2 separate regions of the Danio rerio genome follow, and region 2 is linked to region 1. Evidence: chromatin contacts called from public Hi-C data. All regions are on one chromosome and are shown on one strand. The core of a region is the stretch at or near the end of the contact, and the rest is flanking DNA. Distances in the headings are between cores, read along the strand shown. Region 1 holds the start of kdm2ab (lysine (K)-specific demethylase 2Ab). Region 2 holds the start of tbc1d10c (TBC1 domain family, member 10C).

Region 1 (4,047 bases), core at 509-3,008:
CGAGCTACGAAGAACGGACCCTAGGTGAAGTGATGTGCAAATACCTTTTTCAATAACAAGGGAATTAGAAATTCAATTAAAGAAGGCCTATTATAACATATAAAATATAGTATTTCTGACTATTTTCTTTATTTCACATATTTGAGTTATGAATTACAGTACTGCAACACTACTTGATACCACGATTCTTCAGCTGGTGATGGTATCGCGACTACCCTATATTGTTCATAAATAGTTAATATTAGTAAATACATGAACTTATTAAACCTTGTTGTAAAGTGTGGCCGCTTAATCTGCATTTGGATAACTAGAAAACCAAATAAAATATAAATTTTAAAAGCACTAACACTTTTGGAAAACCAGTTCTACCTCAAATATAACTCCAAATCCAGCTTTTTCCAAAATATTATTGAAACACTTTCCTTTTATTCAAACTCGTGTTTATGGGCCATATACATATCAGAGACAATTAAAGTAAACAATAAAGAAGTTAGTTTATTATTTTACAGCTGCTGTGGCACAGTCCCTCCAAGATAACAGCATAAACACATGAGAATGAGGTTTTGACAGTATCTTCCCTCGGGCGTGTTCACTGTAAAGTCAACAAAACCCATAGGCAGGGAGTGACGGCAGGGTTCGAGCGCCAGCTGTCGGCGATATAACAGCATTACAGCTCGTTTAAAAAACTGATTATAAACGTTCCCCAGACAGCAATTTGGTTTGGATAAAAGCTGTTGAGTAAATGAGAAACTTACCAGTCGTTTGCTATAACGGGATTTAGCCTCTGACATACTCTGAAAAATGAAGATACACATTGGCAATTATACATTTACTTACAGGTGCTGATAAATAAATTGCATCAGGTGTAGCGAATGCAGTTATTTATTCCATGAATTAATCTGTTTGAAGCCAGGCAAAAAATTACTTACATTAAACAACCACTGACCTTAAAACTCGACTTTATGAAAGTACTTCTTAATTTTTTAACATCAAAAACATTAGCCGGTTTATGTTTCTCAAAACTGCCCACCTCACAGCATTCTGTGTATTATAAAGGAGTTAACTGCTGCCTAAGTAGGCTGCTCACTGGGCTTTGAGACACACTCGTTATGAGCAGTAGTAAGATGTGATCAGACAACAGAGCCCGTTTAAACACCCCATTTTCCATTTTTGAGAATATTCACGAGAACGTAAGTGCACGTTTTAAATGCCAAACAGTCTTAAACCATTTACATGTTACTCCTAAAATAAATGATAAACGAAGAACTGTGACAGATAACTGACATTTATTGCAGTTAGTCTGAAGCAGCTAGCTTGAAGGAGCGCTTCACTAACGTTAACGTTACTGTTGACCGAAGGCCGATAACGTTAATATAATTCCCCACATAAATGGGCTTGGGTTCGTCACAAGGCTCGGTTGTAACTGCTCTGTTACTGAAAATATAGGGTGGGTATAAAGTAGCAGAGTCAAGCTCCTGACAGTGGAGGCTATCCGGCTAACCCACTAGCATTTCCATTGACAAACCGCGCTAGCCCGTTAGCCTGCTAGAAACAAAACAAAAAGACCTTTAAACAATACCTAGCCTTCAACTTTCGCTTTCCGCCGATAGTGTGGAGCCGCTGTGTAGGAGGATGCTTAAAAATCCCCGCGGAGCTGCAAACTCATCCTGTGCGATGGTGTCGTTCTTCACTTGATATTCTTATTTTTGTTCGATAAAGTTAAATCAATCCGCTTTCATCCGCCATTTTCAGATTGTCATGATACACACACACACCACTACTAGCTACTCATACGACACGCCCCCAGAAGCAACAGCCAATGAGATGCGAATTTCAATGCAAATTAAAGATTTCGTCGAATCGTCGAAAGACGATTGGGTGAAAGCGACGCTATTCATAAAGGAGCTTCAGATTGGTAACGCCCCTAGCTCGTTCATATATAACGGGAGCCAATAAATGTTCGAATTGTTGTGTGGACCGGGCGGTTTATTGGCTGCGGAGAGAAAATCGGGTCATTGTTGCAGCCTATAAGTGGTGAGGATATTTTTGTCGAAATACAAACCTATGAACGCACACATCTATATGATCTACGAAAACTCATTGGTCAATTTTTGGCAACCGCATTTCGTAAGAGGATTAAAACCGAGGCATTATAATAGTTATTGTCTTGTAAAACAGCTAAGTCAAAAGCCACCTGCCATCATTCAGCATCGTTCAACATGTCTGTTCACTGATTGGTTTACTGTTGGGGATTAAAACCAAATCTTTCAAACACTGAACCACTGAATGATTGTTATGAAAACATCTAGAAATATTGTCTGATAACTAGGGTCTAGGATAGAGGTTTGTGTAGTTGATGAGCATTTGTATTTGCAGAATGCAATTTTGTAATGAAGTAATGAACGCATTCAGCTCAGATATAAATAATATAACCTAGGAAAGTGGCTCTTTTGCTTGCAATATTGTATAAATGCCTTTGTATAGGATATGAATTGTCTGTAAAACAAAAATTTCTTAAATCCTCTCCTCATTTATTAATTTTTAATTGAAATTTATTATTTGCTTAAAGCTATACGTTTATCTAACAACAACAAAATCTGCAATTTAATATAAACTTATGAAAAAATCATGCTTCCAGTAAGTTAGTCTTTCCCTTTCTTTATTTTGTTCTCGTTTCTTTTTTCCTTTCTATGGATTATTTTATTTATTGTTCTTAACACTTTGTAACTGTATGTATTTGTATTCCGGTGTCTTATAGATTACGTCCAGATTTATATTGCACATTTCCTCTTTTCAAAATAAAAGGTAAGACAAAAAAGTTCTCTGTTAAAAATTAAATAAATAAATCTTCTGTGACAAAGCAAGCAAAAGTTTTAAAAACACTATTATTAACACATAAGTTCAATGGACTCAATACAATACAATAACAAGTTAAACAGCAGGACAACCCATATATTGTGGCATATTGATCCAACATTAAAAAGTGCCATTGTGTTTTTGCTGGGTCAGAGACAGAATCTGAGAAAATTTTTTGCTATTTTGGCATAGAATTTTGTAAAAGACTTGCAGAGTTATGCGGAATGATTTTGGGAGTATCATAACTAAAAACTTAAAATATGAAATCAACAAATAATACATTTATAAGTTTTATTTAATGTTTACAATGTAAATCCAATTATATCCACTTTTTTAATATAAACAAAGCAAGTCTCTCATTTAATATCTCTACTGTAAAACAGAAAATATTACTTTACAAACTGTATTGTAAATAAATCATAGGAACATTTTAATAGTATTATTATAATAATATCACAAAAATATTTGTGAAATTAATAAAAAAAAACTGAATAAATATAAATTTGCACACATTTACGCAAGTAAATACATAGACTTAATGATGGGCTAAAAATTTGCAGAAATCTGTGCGTGCAGATTTTGTGTGAGCCTACTCCTACTGTAGGGCTAAATTGATTCAGCTTAAAAATTTAAGACAACCAGGGTTTTTTTTTTTTTTTTTTTTTTTTTTTTTTACAGTGTAGGATATCATCTTACTTTAGAATATCTTAATTTCGATTATAGTACATTTCTTGTGGAACAATAGCATAATAGCTCATTCATTAATTTTCTTGTCGGCTTAGTTCCTTTATTAATCTGGGGTCGCCACAGCAGAATGAACCGAAAACTTATGCAGCACGTTTTTACGCAGGGGATGGCCTTCCAGCCGCAACCCATCTCTGGGAAACAAACATATACACACACACACACAATGGACAATTTAGCCTACCCAATTCACCTACTACCTACTGCGACACTATGTCGCCAGCATAATAGTTCATAAACCAAATAATATTGGCAAGAACAAAAATGATTTGATAGCATAACATAAAAACACTGCAGCTTAATAACAATAATGATTGAAATATAATTACATTTTTTAATAGCCTACTTTTCAAATCCCTGTGCAAACTTATCCGTTTTGTCAGCTCAGCATGTGGAATAATTTTTTTATTATTTGGCTCATCAAATCAAAAGTGTTAGTACATTTAT
Region 2 (4,047 bases), core at 977-3,476, 150 kb before region 1:
TCAAACATTTCCGTTGTGTTGTGACAAATTGTAGCCCGTTTTCGTATAAAATGTGTGTGTTGTGAGAAAATGTAGTGCATTTGGTTATTTGTTTGCGTTTTGACGATTTGCTGCAGGTGTGCTGTCAAACTGATGAAGATCTTTTCTTTAATTTGCTGGTGTTTTTTGTAATTGCACGTGCTTTCTTAAATCCAGCTGGAAAAGCTCTCTCGGCCACCGTACTATAAAGCCCTGCTACTCAAAATTCAGTTATGCTGAAGTATCAACTACTTCCCTTTCAACGTGGACATTATTGTGACTGCACTTCTGCACCATAACGTTGAAGTAAATTTTTTTTCAGGAAATTATTACATGAGCTGGGAAGACAAGAGTATTTAAATAAGTTGTGCATTTTACTTTTTGCATTTAATTTATTTTTAAAAATGTAGATTGAATAATGACATTTTCTTTAATAGACATATTGTAGAATAATATGACTTTTGGTTGTTTTGTTATTAATATGTAGCATCAATATTATTTACCATTGATCCAGATATGTGTAATCATTCTTTTTATGTCACAAAATGGAAGTGAAGCTGTCTGGAAATGCTTAAATGTCAGCCCCATTGGTTTTTCCTGTTGAAAATGTTTCTCACAAAATCAGTCTAGTCTTTTATAAACAACCAAGTTCATAAGTGTTACAGTTTTGTAGCTATAGTGTAATTTGTGAAAGCAAATGAGTGTGAAGGTATTCTAATAAAAAACACACATTTTTTCCTGCTGAAAAAAACTGCTTTAACCAGCCTAGGTTGGTTGGCTGGTTTTAGCTGGTTGATCAGCCTGGTTTTAAAGGGGTTTGGGCCATTTCCAGTCTGGTCCTAGCTGGTCAGGCTGAGAAATGAGCCGCATGACCAACCAGGTTTAAGCTGGAAATAGCTGGTTTTGGCTGGGCTCCCAGGCTAGACTGGTCAAGCTGGTTTTAGCTGGTCATCTCCTAGTCTGACCAGGACCAGGCTGGAACTGGCCAAAACACCTCTAAATCCAGGCTGGTCGACCAGATGAAACCAGCCAACCAGCCTGCGTTCATATTTAAAAAAGAAAAAAACGGACAGAAATGGGTTTTATAAAAATAAGGGATGCACTGATGTATTGGCCGCTGATATTTATCGGCTGATTAGTTTTAAGTTATCATTATATCAGCAAGAATATAAAAAGGGCAGTTTATTAATTTAATTATTAACACATGGAGGCAATATATTGAATATATTGAAGAGTTACATATTTCTTGAATAATCCAACATTTTCTCTCAGAGCAAAATCATTAAATACTTGCAAAAATCTGAATATAATCTGTACAAAATGTCAGGCCGTGAGTCTAATATGAACAAAATATGTCAACAACCAGTGTGCATCATACTTAAGCTCTGACATTGTGGCACGAAACAATTGGTTATGAGCTAAAACATCTTGGACAATAAAAGAAAACAACTGCTTTTTAGTGAGTCAATATTTTTCTGAAAGCACTGCCTTTATTTGTTAAAATTAGAAAATAAATGTTCTTTAAAATGTCAAATAAAAAGCATTGAATAACAGAAATCACTACTGAAGATTGTCACATAAACTTTTATTTTTAAAAAATTACCTGGTAGAACTGCATGCATTTGACCAATAATCCAAAATCATTATTAATTAAAATATAATCATGTGCCTTTGCACTTAAAATACATTAATAACCAAATAGCAAAAGAAATAAATTATAAAAAAAAAAAATTAAATCAATCCCAACCGGGAGTAGGTCAAAAGCAACGTGGTGCAAAATACAGAGCAGTCTATTATGTGAGAAATGGCACTGTCTGTATTTCATCAGCTGATTAAACTGTTGACTCAGTAGCGTTTGACATTTACACTCCAACTATCTCATTACAAATCAAATAGAAATGTTTTATTCTGGATTGAAACAGAAAAATAAACACATCACTATGTCCAAACATCTTTAAAATTATTTCTTTTCTGGAACTTTTCATGATCACCCATTCAAACGCTGACGCATGAAACAAATGGTGTGTGTTTGTAAAATATTTAGATATACCTACCTACACGTAGAAGAAAGTTGACTTTCTGAATGTGTTTCACGGCTTTGAAATAATAGAATTTGAGCTTTACGTTAAAGAACAAATAAGGAAAATTTGTTGGTTTAAATGTGTGATCAATATTAACCTGTGACACTGTAATATCAGTTTTCTCCACAAGATGGCGACTTTTCAAAGCACAAAGACGCCGCCCTGACTAAACTTCCCCCTGAAATTCAAAAGATGGCTCTTATTTAATTAAGAAAAAGGGAACACAATAGTAACACTTTATTATTTCCCAGATAATTAAATAAGTGTAACTACCACAATATAAATTTGTATTTGCTTTCATTCAAGCAAGACAATGTTGCCAAAATAAAACATTAGGCATCAATATTCGCCTGTACTAACAAACTGATTAATATTCGTCCACAAGCTGCAGTAATCAAATTATAATTGCAGATCATGTTTTTTTTTCTATCCACAGATTTGTCAAAGTAGATTATTCATTAAAGTGCTGTGTGATTCTTTGTGTGATTTATAAAGTCAATACAAGTAGAGAGATGGGAAAAAGTCCTAGAGTTGGTCTTGAGTCCAGGATGTTTTAGATATGAAAAAGCTCATATTTAGTATTGTTCTAATATTTAATACATTATTGCAAAAAATATATATAAATAAATAAAATCATTTAGTTTTAATGACAGTAGGACAAAAGTTGTACAAAAGTTTATTTGATTTCTTGCACAATTTATTACTAACACTGAAGAATAGTACAGCAAAAATGCAAGAAGCTGAGACGATTTGAGGAAGAATTTCATAGTTTATTATTAGAAGAAACGTAAAATACAACATATTTACATGACTGGTCAAAAGTTTGGAATTTGTACATTTTTATTTATGAAATAAGTCTGTCATGCTCACCAAGACTAAATAAAATGCAGTAAAACCAGTAATATAGTGAATTATTATTTACAATTGAACTTTTGTTCTGTCTGTTTTAATACTTACACCCTTTAAAAGATCCTTTTTTTATTGACATGAAGAATCTTTATCATCCATGGGGACTTTTCATTCCACTAAAGGTTCTTTAAAGAGTTTTTAAGATTATGTTCTTTACACCAAGAACAATTCTAATTTATAAACTTTTCAACCTTCTCTCGGTCTTGTTTTGTTAGAAGAGACCCTTATTTCCAGGGAGGGATCATGTAGATTATTTAAACTGTAATTTAGAAGTACAGCTTACTGAGCACCATAGAAGTCCGCTATATAGAGAGAAAATGCATGTGTTTTTCTAAAACCTAAGTCTCTTTTTAACTGAAGGAATAAAGAAATGAATCTATTGACTGACAAGGGGCAAAACTTTAATTCTGGAACTAAATTAATCTTTCAAAGAATGTAACAAAAAAAAAAACCTCACTAAATAAATAGATTTTTTATGGCATTCATTAAAAATATATCATTTTAGGCAGCACAGTCATTGTCAAAATTGATTATTAATGTTCCCCGAGCAGCAAATCATCATGTTATATTGGTTTTAAAGGATCATGTGAAGGACACTGAAGACTGGAGCAATGATGCAAATCATTATATCCAACTAGAAAACACTTGAAAAAGTTCAAATACTTCACAATATTATTGCCTTTACAATCTTTTTTATCAAGTGGGTGTGCAGAAGAGTCTAGTTTCAGTAACATTAAACATTCTTAATGACTACTGACTCTTTACAGGTAGTGTACACAACAACTCGGCGGTCCCCTATTTGATGAATGACATATGAAGGGTAAAAGTTTGATATATCATCACGTAATATTGCAAACTCTACACATACAGCATTTTGAACATGTCTGTATGAGATTTACGGTGCTAACCCATATAGAAAGCTGATATACGGCAATATATGCAAATTACATATATGAGATTCAGTGCTCAGCAAACATGAGTGCACCCGTCACAGATCTCTGTTGTAAATTAAGATTTTCTATAGAATGCTCTACAATAA

The links. Hi-C and Micro-C count contacts between places; a contact is called where the count stands out from the background.
Region 2: a Hi-C map of embryo shows a contact between it and region 1, with 2.0 times the contacts expected there. The contact joins the promoter of tbc1d10c here to the promoter of kdm2ab in region 1. A contact is called at or near these places in 2 of 18 Hi-C or Micro-C datasets (embryo and hematopoietic stem cells).

What each region holds. Positions count from the first base shown.
Region 1 is chr14:26,062,975-26,067,021 of GRCz12tu, reverse strand. It overlaps kdm2ab (lysine (K)-specific demethylase 2Ab), which reads right to left and starts at 1,758. Exons shown (of 23, transcript XM_005173143.6): 1 at 1,580-1,758; 2 at 756-794. The coding sequence starts at 791.
Region 2 is chr14:26,213,231-26,217,277 of GRCz12tu, reverse strand. tbc1d10c (TBC1 domain family, member 10C) reads right to left here and starts at 2,226. Exons shown (of 11, transcript XM_073921801.1): 1 at 2,073-2,226. It also overlaps a transcript of spon2a not described here.